Linked DNA regions of Mus musculus: regions 1 and 2 are each linked to region 3. Evidence: chromatin contacts called from public HiChIP or PLAC-seq data. All regions are on one chromosome and are shown on one strand. Each heading gives the region's core, a stretch centred on a gene start, on an enhancer-like site or on the middle of the called end of the contact. The rest is flanking DNA. Distances are from core to core; before and after follow the strand shown. Region 1 overlaps Lcmt1 (leucine carboxyl methyltransferase 1). Region 2 overlaps Arhgap17 (Rho GTPase activating protein 17). Region 3 has its middle 52 kb from the start of Gm39084.

Region 1 (3,686 bases), core at 388-2,887, 380 kb after region 3:
TGACAGAGGCAGGGAAGACCATGGTTAGACAGGCACCTTGGCACCTGACTCTCCATGTTTCGACCCAGCGTCTGCTGACTCTTGCCACTGTTGTTTTTGCTTCCCAGTGACTGATTTTTCAGAATAGTCCAGCGAGAGCACATCAGATTCCAGGTCCCTGGTACCTCCCACAGATGTGACCTGAGAAACCCCTGACAGGCAGGCAGTGGCTGTGCAGCCTTCTTGGGCCCCTAACTTCCCATGGAGTCCCACCAATGTGGTTTGGATGGAAAGCCCTTTATTGCTGTGTTTTATATCAGAACCTCTCCTAATTATAAAGGAAGTTGTACTTGGGACTTGGGAAGCTTAGGAAAAGCAGAGCACAGCAGGCCCCATGGCCTGGCCTCAGGTGGCCTCCAGTGGTGCTCCTTGCCTGGTCTCTGGACACTGCTGTTTAGTTATCTGCTGACATTTATAAAAATTAATTGCCATTTTTCTTTGATTGTTTTGAGACATGTCAGTGCAGCCTTACCTTAAACTTGGCATTCCTCCCAGAATTCCAGCTGTGCCTCACCTGACTTGATGGAGTCATGAGGAGGGTGGGACACTCCTGGCCTTCACCCTGCCCTTATGCTGCTGGAGCCCTGCATCTTTTCAGTGTAATCATGTGACATGAGCCTTCTTAATGAACATAACTATAACGAGTATATTAAATTCTATCATAAGGCTAGGTCAGAATATACTTAGCCTCCCCAAGCGTTTGGAAAGAGAGGTTTCTAATGAGCTAAGCTAACTGTTGTTTGGTTGTTTGTTTTTGTTTGTTTTTGTTGTTTGCTTTGGGAACAGGGTGGTCTCACTCTGAAGTGCAGGCTGACCTCAAGCTGGCTCTTGTGCTTCAGCCTCCCGAGTGCTGGGCTTACAGGTGTGCACGCCACACCCAGGTTGGGTAGTAACCCTTCTAAGGTCAGGCATCTTTGGTGTGCCAGCACAAGGTGAAGAACCCTCTTTGTGTTTGTTCAAAGTTCAGCAGTTAGTAAATTTTGGACATTTACTGCAGAGAGCTCATAAAGTGTTATGAAATGCTTTCTAAATCTGTTTTAAGCCACCCATAAACAAAAGCTGGCCTGACTTTTCACTTCCTTCTACGATCTTGCCTCACACAGGAAGAGAGTAAGGTCCAGCAGTGAGTCATTCTGGTGCCCAGGGCCAGTGTGCACGCTCCCTGGTTCCTTTACTCTGCCACAGCGTCTGACAGCATCTCTGTTTCTCCCTTAGGTTTGAAGGAGATAACCTATTGATCTGCTGAAGGCTCGTGCTGGGGTGGAAGGTGAAGGCTCTAGCTAAGGGAGTGCCAGGGCCTCCTGAGAGATGTGCAGCCTCACTTTGTTGGTCCTGCTGCACATCCGGAACCCGTGGTTACAAAGGTGGTCACACCAGATCCTGTTCCTGTCAGTATCATTGTTTAAATAAATCTCACTTGCCATTTGTGTCAGACTCTGCTACATCTGTACAATGACATTCTTTGCTCTCTGGGGTGGGCCAGGGTTCAAATCCATGGCAGCTAAAATCCTGCATCCTGAGTCTTAACTTGGACCTTGGTTTACCCTGTGAGTCAGAATCCATTTGGGAATTTACTCCTCCCTGTGCTCTTTATTGCAACACCTCATGGGCTGTGACCCTTAGCCCTTGACCTGCTGCGGATGCTGGAGCTCCTCTGTGGAGGCTCCTCTTGCTGCCGCCTTTGCCAGGCTGGCCTGCTTACTTGCCTCCTCCGTTCTGGTTACCTTAGCAGGTTGGATAATGCCTCCCTAAAGGACCCTAACTCCTTGAAACCCGGCCATATGTCACTTGTGTAAATAGGCATTTTGTCAATGAGATTAAGGTAAGGGTCTCAAGGGATCGTCTGGGGCTCTGATTCAACCACAAGGTCCACATAAGCCAGACGAGGGGCAGTGACAGAACAGAGATTGTGGAGAGAGAGATTTCAGAGATGTGGGAGGCCAAAGAATAAGTAATAAAAACAACTAGAAGCTAAAAAGGCCAGGAGGCTGAAAAGATGGCTCAGAGGTTAAAAGCACATACTGTTCTTGCAGAGAACCCAAATCCAGCTCCCAGAACCCATATTGGGTGGCTCCTATTACTCCAATTCCAGGGGTCTCTAAGGCCCTTGTTCTCTATGGGTCTCTGCAATCACATGCATACACCCACAAATGGGTGTGCATGTACGTACATGCATCACTAAAACTAATAAAGATTAGATCTATAAAAAGGCCAGGAGTCCCAGGAGAGCCCCCCACCACACACACACACCTGCCCCACCTCCACAGAAAACTTGACCTTAGGCCTAAAGTTACTGATTTCCTCTTTCTGATCTCCAGAACTACAAGGAGATAAATGTGTGCTGTTTCCAGTCTCCGGGAGGGATTGTGATGAAGCCAGCAGCACTAATGAGATTAATATAGTCATGCTGCAGATCAGGGCCCCCCATCACTGGAACTGCATGAACAGGGACGGCCACGGGGAAGCTGACACAGCTCTTAGCTGAGGTCATAGCCCCCTGCTGCACTGTGGGGAACCTTGAGGCAGTACTCCAGGGAGACTTAGGGTGTGCTCCTCTTGCAGTGTGCGTTAGTGGGAGTAGGTTTGCTGAGACAGCCTGAACAGAAAATGAATCTCCAGATGAGAAAGCTTCTTAGTCATTGAGAGAGGCTTGGCCAAAAACTTTTCTTGGTGTCCCTGCTGGTCCTAATCCTCCTGCCGACTCTTGCAGATTCAGCTGAGGTCTGGCTGTTTCTGCTAGGTTTGAGCTGCTGCTGCTGCTATCCTGACACTGAACTGGACCGCTGGTACGTCCATGAAGAGTTTTCAAGTGTATCAAGTTTCTGCTGCTGACACCTGTGAACTAAACTGCTGATTTCCTGACAAAGCAGATGGGATTCGCTCAAAAAGAACAATTTCTAAGCAGATTTACTTCCTCTGTGTCCTAATAACCTTTCTTTCACACGACCTCTGGTGGGTGGTGGGCAAGAAGGGAGGTTAAAGCATTTAACAACCAATATTAAAAGTAGGTATTTTGCCGGGCGTGGTGGCGCATGCCTTTAATCCCAGCACTCGGGAGGCAGAGGCAGGCGGATTTCTGAGTTCGAGGCCAGCCTGGTCTACAGAGTGAGTTCCAGGACAGTCAGGGCTACACAGAGAAACCCTGTCTCGAAAAACAAAAAGAAACAAAAACAAAAAAAGTAGGTATTTAAATAAACACTCCAAGCCTACAAGATACCATCCTTCCTGGGATAGCATACAAACATGAACAAGCCCTGCAGTGCAAGAGGTACTGTGTGAGAGTTGGAGGTGTCCAGGTGAGGACGAGCAAGTGAAGGATGTTTCTAATAAAACGTAACTGTCAGAGCGACCCGGTTAGTTACATGTGACTATTAGTGGTGTGCTTCTGACGTGCATGTTTCCTCTGGGAAGCTGCAAGAAAGCCACAAGTGCCCTGTGAGAGCACACATATTTGGGCCATTTGGCACTTTAAAAGCCCTCTCCTCCAATTCCAACCCCCAGTATTATCCCCAGATTTGTAGCAGACCGCCTGCTCTGGTCTCTCCTTCCTCTCTTCCCCCATTCCCAAGGATCTATGAAGATGAGGACACTGGTGGCATACTCAGCTTTCCTCCTTCCTGTAGACCCTCTTAAGCTTTGGTTCTAGC
Region 2 (4,142 bases), core at 845-3,344, 300 kb after region 3:
TGAGCCATCTCTCCAGCCCCAACACCACCTTTGTGATTACTTCTCTCATTTACAATGATAATGGGCATCCATTGATGGTCTATGGGAGTGTGAGCTGTTCCAAAGTACAACAAATTCAAACACTCTTCAGATAAAAACCACATCTTATTCAAAGATGACCTTTCCCAAGTTAACAAGCCATTCTAGTTTCTCTTGGGAATAAGGTACTGTTCAAAGAAACCTCAAGGTAACAAAGGACAACCTTCAAGAGAGGGCAGGGGCAGAACAGCCTTCCAGGAAAACCGAGTCTGTGATGACACCTGTGGGACAGGAGCCACCAGGGAGAATGACTGGTACACAATAAACAGGACACTGAGAGACGGGATTCCAGGTGCAGTGCAGTCCTCTATTAAAGGTTCAGCATCTGGAGCTGCAAAACCCTCAGCTACGGGAGGCAGTTCCCAGAGGAGTGCTCACAGAACCAGAGCCAGCCTCTACCTGAAGTACCAGGTCCAGAATGAACTTGCCTGAAGGCACTCAGATCTTGGATCGCCATTAGCTCACCCATTATTTATGGAGTACACTAAATGTCAAGAACTGGGGAGAGGGAAAAAGGCAGAGGGGAGTCACACCCCACCCTTGAGAAGCTCATGGGAAAAGACAGAAATCTACACAAACAACCCTATTACAGGAGAGTGGTGATCTACGTGGCCAGGACAGGCTTGCCAAGCAATCCTGCAACTTCAGGTCTAGGGTCTAGGAAAGGGTACGGACAAAGCCTCCTGGACGTGGCAGGACAGGGCAGGGTTCTGGCTAAGACCCCTGCCATCTTTGAGGAATACCATGAGATCTTTGCCATAAGGACCCAGAGCTGAGCTTTCAATGAAAACTCTGACTGTGGTATACAAGAACAGAGGTAGGGACTGACTCAGGCCCCTCAGCTGCCATGGCACATTCAAGAACACAGACACAAAGCTAATGGTAAGTGGCCATTTCAACAGGCTAGTTAGTGTAGCAAAATCACTGTCTACACACTACTCACTCAGGAAACCCTTCAGAAAGATCAGTGGGTAGGAGGGCCAGTGTTTATAAACTGAAAGCCTTGGGAACCTAAAATTCCTATCAAGAGAGCTTCCCATTTAATACCAGATTGCTGACATCATTCAGAATGGTCTCTGGAGTGGGGGTGTGGCTCGGTGGCAGAACACGTGCTTACCACGTACAATCTCCTCATAGCTACCCAAGTACGACAAAAGAAAGTTAAAAAACTTAACATGTGACATTATCATCTTTTATGAAGATACTCTCAATACACTGATAGGATGATAGGAACCTTTACAGCCAGTCCTTACTTTCTGAGTTGACAACCTCTAGAATGTGGCCAGCCTCTGAGCCTCAAGAAAAAACCTCAGCACCAGACAAAGCTGTGTTCTTCTTCTATTCTCATGACAGATTCTGTTGCTGATGCCACCACAAACTAATCATAGGATCTAAAACTGCATCTTTTTACCATTCAGCCCTCATTTGATTTATATTTGCAAGATCATTCCCACACTAAGAATGCTTCAATTTGATAGCCAAAAAGAGAATAGCCAAACCTTCTTGGAACATGTAGACTGTCTCTGCAAACATTTCAAGACAGAAGCAGTCCTGAGAACCTGAATAGCTGAGCTCATCCAGGTTTCTACAATGACCACAAATCAGAAGCAGCCCAGAAGGTTCCAAGAGGAACATGCTCACAAAATGAAAGGAAAATCTGTTCACTTGGAAAACTGGGTGAGGCTGTGCTGAAGGGGTGAACAGGAAGACCCTGGGTGTGGAACACTATAAATCTTACTCACTTTTTCTAAAGGTCGGGTAGTGCTTGGTAGATGAATACTACTACAGACACTCAAAACAGAAAACTCATTTCAAACCCACGGCTTGTTCTCAAAAGGACCTACAGAATAATTAATGGAAACTGAGTGGGGCCATGCAGAGGCACTGACTTCAACCACACAATCTTCTCATGATTCAGTCACTGAGTAACTATTTGTTTAGTTCCCTTCTATGAGCGCTTCGTGAGTAAGAGACATGGCCCCTGTCCTGACAGACTATCGAGGAAAATGAAGTCTTTTCTTCTAGGCAGTGAGCACTCCGCCAGGGCAGTCACAGCACGCTGGGTTCTCTGACATCACAGCCTACTGAGCCCATTACTGGGGCTCTATGAGATCCAGGTGTTCTGTCAGAAATAATTCCACTAAACCCAAAATAACCCTGTAATGAAGGTTTTATTATCCCACTCTATAGATGAGGAAACTGAGGCGCAGGGAAAAAACTTGCCTAGGTTTCAGCAGTGGGGTCTGAAAGACCCTGCTATAAACCATCTAATATACTCATCTACTGAGCCCAGAATAGCCTTGGGAGTGCTACTACTACTATACCCGACTCACAGACGAGACTCCTAGGCACAGACAAGTTCACTAACTTGCAGAACAGGGGATGTGGCATGGCACAGTGGAGGGCTACTTGCCTAGCTTATACAAGGCCCTAGGTTCAATTGTCTGCACAGAAAAATGAAAATGCAAAAACCTCTTGTAGAGAAAGTGAAGAAACAGGAAGAACCTTGAACACAGGTTCTGGATACGGAAGAGGCTTCCTGAAAGTGACTTCTGAGATCCAATCTAACCGGAGGGCTGGAGATGTTAACGTTGGATATAGTGCAAGTGCACGGCTGGTACCTAAGCAGAGGTATGTATATAAGCAGAAGTTATGTTTTAAGTTTTAATTTTATGGCTAAGAGAGCCATAAAACAAAAGTGCCTCTACCCTTGTAAGCGCCTTGCCCAAGGACAGACACTTACTGAAATGCTGGCGGCGAATGTTTTAGGTTTTCACTCCCCTAAACAAGCTTGTTTGACCTAACTGCACCACATGTGCTTGATCAGATGTAGATGGGAGGTTATGTAGGCAGGAAGTACGTCAGGATGTATGCTGGCCCCTGATTGGACCTGGTGGGAAAGACGTAGCCTTTATAAGCCTCTGCAAAATGTGACTCCTCGCCATTTGCTGGCAATTCCAGAATGGTCTTGGCTACAGTCTACCATTCTGGCTAGCATTTAATTAAAACTTGCTTCCAATTTTACTCAAAAACATGGAACTGGTCTTTCTCTCATGCTTTTCAGGTTTAACATATGGGCCTGCCAAAGTCAGAGAACAAGACAATGTCCTATCCAGAGAAATCTCTTATCCTGGCCTTATCCTGTGCAGAGGTAGATGCAGCAGACCACTGAGTGGATGGGCAATGTTAACATACATCAGTTCCTCTAGGACAACTGTGGCAAAGGAATACAGAGCCTGCTGAAGAACAATGGGAACTGAGAGAAGCACTGTGTGTCTCTGGACCTTAAAGTGAGTATCAGGCAGTAGTCCTCCTCAGAAGAACAAGAGAGCTAAGAGAGCCCTTGGTGCATGGACACGGGCCTGCTAAGTTCTGGGGCAAGGCAGCAGAGCCATGGTATGTAAGACCCGCCCAGAGGAAACTACCTTAAGCAACAACAAAGCCAAGACCCAAACAACTGCAAGCTAAGTGAACACACTAGCAGCCTAGCAGAAGGGGCATGCCATTCACCTTCCTCAAACATTTGTTCACAAACAACTAGCAAAAACCCAGAAGGTATCATTATGACAGCCAATCCAACTCAACTCTGAGACAGCAAAGGTACTGGCTCAAACTGACATGTAGGAACTTTAAAACAATATGACAAATGTATAAAAGAGGTTAGCAAAACGAAAAACAAACAAAACAAACAAACAAACAACACACACGAGCAGATGAGGGATCTGGAAATGTACAGGAATTCTCCCAAGTAAAACACAGGGGAAAAGAAGTAGAACAAAGGACCCAGGATCTAAAGGATACAAATCAAAAGTCTATCATGCACGTTATTAATCCCAGGTAGGGAAATGAGGAAGCAGGGACAGAAGGAGCGTGTAGAGTCAACACCTAAGAATTTTCTAAAAAACAAACCGAGCAGAGGCTGGAGAGACCAGGCCCCAAACTCTTACAACTCCTACAGAACCCTGAAAATAGAACCTACAACACCCACAAATTTATCTGGAAGACCCCTTCCAGGAATGTACTGGCTCTTTAGGGTGGGGGCATATATGTCTAAGAGTTATGCC
Region 3 (4,176 bases), core at 1,273-3,772:
AGAGTTCACATCTCCAGAGACCTCCCTCCCCCTCCCCCAAGCCAGATGCAGTGAACAAGCGTCTGCCCTCCAAGTCTTCCTATGGTGACAGAAGACACTGGCCAGTGAGCCTGCCTTACACAGCAATGAGCACCCAGCAAGAGACCATGCCTCAAGCAGACACCTGCAGTTGCCCTCTGACCTCCACATGGACGCCATGGCAAACGCATACCCACCTTCGCACACTGTACACACACATACCCTACACAAAGTTGATGGTAAACAAAATGCTAAGAGAATCCATACACTGATACAGATGTCATCCCAGCACTCAGGAGGGGAAAGTCAGAGGATTGGCAGTTGCAGCCTAGCCTGGACTACAGAGGTGAACCCAGTCTTAAAGAACCAAAGTCAAAGCAAACCAACAATAACAACAACAACAAAAAACAGCTGGGAGAGAAAGCAAGTGCAGAGTTAGGGTTATCTACAGCAGATGCCCAACAAACATGGGCGTACACCACCAGCCAACATTGTGTCCTCTGTGAGTCGCCACTGGTAGAGAAAAATCACATTTCATGTAAAGCATATGTGAGAAAGACATAGAGGGGGCCTGGTGGCACAGGTCTCCAATCCCAACTATTTGGAAGACTAAAGCAGAAAAGCTACAAGTACAAAGGCCAGATGAGTGGCAGAGTGAGCTCAAGGCAAGCCTGGCAACGTAGTAAGAGCCTATCTCAAAATTAAAAGCACAAACAACAGTTGAGCTTACAGCGCAGTAGAGCACTTTCCCAGCCTGGAGGAGACTCAGTTCTCAGTGCTGAGGGAAGAAAAAGGAAATGTGACCGTTCTGAGGTGTAGCAGTCACCAGAAGCAAAGCCCAAAGGCTTTTTTTTTTCCTATTTTTTTTTCTATTTTTTATGTAATCTATTGGGTTTTTGAGAAATGCATTCTAGAGCCAGAGAGATGGCTTAGTGATCAAGAGCACTGGCTCTCCCCCCCCAGAACTCGGTTTGATTCCCAGCACCCGTATTCCCACTCACAAAGACCTATAATTCCAGTGCCAGGGAATTTGACACCCTCTTCTGGCCCATTCTGGTACTGCATGCATACAGTGCAACACACATACACACACACACACATACAAATAAATATTGGGCTGAAGAGATGGTTCAGCCTTTAAAGGCTAGGCTCACAACCAAAAATATGAAAATAAATATATTGAAGAAGAAGCGTATTGAGAGGCTTCTGAGGGAGGACAGTCAATTTAGTTTACATATCTTGACAGTGTTGCAAAGCAACACAACCCGCTGAAGGAACAAGGATGTGCTTGTTGGTGTCTGAAGAATGGCAAGGATGGACATCCCAAGACTCACTCAGGAGTCAGAGCTCAGATGTAGGAGGACCGGCAACGTGCTTTACACGTTTCCCAGTGCACACAGGGAAAATGGGGTCCTCTTACTAAAAAGTATTAAGACTTTCCAGACGAGGGCCAGAGAGCATTGAACCAAGCATGGGGCCTTCATTAACACAAAGCCCTCTGCAAACCCAAAGGTCATGTGGTTTTAGCCGAGTTCACTTTGGGGCAGAGTTGGTTAAGACAACTGAACAGTTCAACTCCAATCCACATGTTGGCCATGTGCTGAAACATCTTCATTTGTTAAAGCATAGGGGCACAGACATGCAAGCACTTTTCAAATCTCTGCATGGTGGGTTGGGGAGATGCCTGGGAGGGCAAGAGCACTTACTCTGCAAGCATGAGGGCATGACTTTGAATCCCAGCACCCATGTTAAAAAGCCAGCTACGGGGCTGGTGAGATGGCTCAGTGGGTAAGAGCACCCGACTGTTCTTCCGAAGGTCCAGAGTTCAAATCCCAGCAACCACATGGTGGCTCACAGCCATCTGTAACAAGATCTGACTCCCTCTTCTGGAGTGTCTGAAGACAGCTACAGTGTACTTACATATAATAAATAGGTAAATCTTAAAAAAAAAAAAAAAAAAAAAAAAAAAGCCAGCTACGGCTGAATGTGTCTGTAACTTCAGAACTGAGAGGCAGAGTCGGGGGGGGGGGGGGGGAGCCCGAGAACTTGTTGGCAAGCCACTGTGGCCTAATGGCAATCTGGCTCAGTGAGATTCTGTTTCAAGGCAATACCACCCAGAGCAATAGAACACACAGACCTTCCAACACCCTGCTTTGGCCTCCAAATGCAGACACAAGGGCATGCACACTCAAATGCTCGCACCATACATATACAACACACAGCATCTCTGGATGGCTGAATTTGCTGGCATCTCACTGGGCCTCAGCAGGCCACATGACCGGTAGCTCAGGGAGTGGATAGGTGTTAAAAACAAAGGGCAGAAATACACGGATCCCCCGATCTCACTCCACTACTCAGAAACAGACACGTCTGAGTGCTGAGCTGCCTGGTGCTTTGCTTGCTAGAGATGGTTTCGGTTAACAGTCCGCAGCCTGATTTGAAGCAGGCATTGACGATGGTGAAGATTGTTAGCACTGCCTCCTCCCCAGAGGGTGTTCCTTTTCCAAGTATCCTGTGAAGCACCCGGTGGTGTGACTCATGCTTTTTCAACACCAACGCACATTAGCTGTCCAGTGGGGACAATACTCATAAGAATAATCGAAAGGAAAGAGGTGTTACAATTTCTGTATAGCATTAACAATGCCAAAGAAATCACAGGCCTGGCCCTTGTCTTTGTCAGAGGTGGGAAGAAATGTTATCTCTGATTTCAAGTGGTGTGTCAACACGCTGTGGTCAGCGGCTTGGAGGGACAGACTGGCATAATAGGACATTCAGTACTGAGGATAAGACACCAGGAAATTGAACTCATTGCAGGAGGAGGCTTTGGCAGCCGGGTGAACACTTTCCAAACACTCAGCTTCTTTGTTCTTTGGTAAAGAAAAGACACATTATTTAATGTATTAGGGCATGTACTTAAGAGCTGTACAAAATACCAGGAAATGTGAAGAAGGTCTTTCCAGTGATGAACCCAAACAAAATTAACTAGAAACTTATTTGCAGCTAGCCACCTGCCTAGTTAAAACATCTAACCTTTCAGCTTTGGAGTGAGGTGTGTCCTTAGCTGCTAATGAAAAGCTAAGTCTTCCATGGAACCTCACCATTATTTCTTGGTCAGTGTGGAACCAACTGTTGGGGTCATCAAACATTTGCTGCCTTATTTAAAAGCAAATAGTTGTTAATACATTCTAATTTAATAGAAAAAAATGGGATCTGTCATTAGCCCAGACATAGGCACAGAGATAAAGACAAAGGTAGGTAGAAACAGATGTACACATACACACACAACACACACACACATATGCATTCACATGCATTCAGGTGCACATGTGGGGGGATGTGCACGCACATGTGTGTGCATGTGTACAGAGGCCAGAGGCTAGCATCTGGTGTCTTCCTCGTTCACTTCCTTATTCACCACCTTACATACTGAGACAAAGTCTCTCAATCCCAAAGCTCACTGATTGGCTAGTCTAGCTAGCTGGCTTGCTCTGAGGAACCTCTGTCTCTGCCTGCCAGATGGTAGGACTATGCAAAGGTTACCATATGCACCTGACATTACATAGGTGTTGTAGAGCCACATCCCACCCCTCATACATGCTCAGCAAGCACTTTACCCAATGAACCACCTCCCAAGGCCTAAATAAAAAAATTTTAAAGATTTTAAAATGTATTTTATTTTTATGTGCACGTGTGTGCACCACATGTATGCAGGTACCTGCGGAAACCATATGAGGCCATCAGTTACAAGCAGTGGGCAAGCTGCCTGAAATGGACTAGGTATCAAGGCAAAAAGTACAGTGATCATTCTTAGCCACTGGCTATCTCCACAGCCCTATATATAAAATGATTTGAGATTTGTTTTCTTATCGTTTTTAATTGTATGTAGACATGTCTCTGCATGTGGGTGTGTGCACATGAACGCAGGTGCCTACAGAGGCTAGAGAAACATTCAAAGATTCTTTCCCCCTTACCATGAACTTAAGAGGTTGCAAGAACACTATACTATTACTGTGAAAATCTTGAAACCACAGAAAATTCACAGAGACAGTGCTGAGGTAAGGGAATTTGAACGAACTTGAACCTCAGCAATGTCACCTGAGTTCTTTTGATGAGGAGATTTAACCCAGTTACAGTTATTGTAATTGATGTTTCCTCTCA

Evidence for each region. HiChIP or PLAC-seq counts read pairs in DNA pulled down with a chosen protein or histone mark.
Region 1: a contact with region 3 is called in a FOXA1 HiChIP or PLAC-seq map of pancreatic cancer cells. The contact joins two enhancer-like sites. A contact is called at or near these places in 5 of 115 datasets of contacts at active chromatin or transcription factors (bone marrow-derived macrophages, embryonic stem cells, pancreatic cancer cells and 1 more) and 1 of 9 other capture datasets (adipose tissue).
Region 2: a contact with region 3 is called in an HNF4G HiChIP or PLAC-seq map of pancreatic cancer cells. The contact joins two enhancer-like sites. A contact is called at or near these places in 1 of 484 Hi-C or Micro-C datasets (nephron progenitors) and 1 of 115 datasets of contacts at active chromatin or transcription factors (pancreatic cancer cells).

What each region holds. Positions count from the first base shown.
Region 1 is chr7:123,428,879-123,432,564 of GRCm38.p6, forward strand. Lcmt1 (leucine carboxyl methyltransferase 1) reads left to right here. Exons shown (of 11, transcript NM_025304.3): 11 at 1,255-1,480. The coding sequence ends at 1,277. Among named protein-coding and RNA genes, the nearest start is that of Aqp8, 32 kb to the right of the region's middle. Within about 2 kb of position 1,638, at least 99 of the 459 cell types and tissues checked have an H3K27ac peak or open chromatin away from gene starts, as enhancers often do. A contact at or near this core is called in pancreatic cancer cells, where this site is marked.
Region 2 is chr7:123,345,042-123,349,183 of GRCm38.p6, forward strand. All of the region lies in intron 1 of Arhgap17 (Rho GTPase activating protein 17), which reads right to left. Among named protein-coding and RNA genes, the nearest start is that of Arhgap17, 23 kb to the right of the region's middle. Within about 2 kb of position 2,095, at least 27 of the 459 cell types and tissues checked have an H3K27ac peak or open chromatin away from gene starts, as enhancers often do. A contact at or near this core is called in pancreatic cancer cells, where this site is marked.
Region 3 is chr7:123,044,274-123,048,449 of GRCm38.p6, forward strand. It overlaps a transcript of Tnrc6a not described here. Among named protein-coding and RNA genes, the nearest start is that of Gm39084, 52 kb to the right of the region's middle. Within about 2 kb of position 2,523, at least 76 of the 459 cell types and tissues checked have an H3K27ac peak or open chromatin away from gene starts, as enhancers often do. A contact at or near this core is called in pancreatic cancer cells, where this site is marked.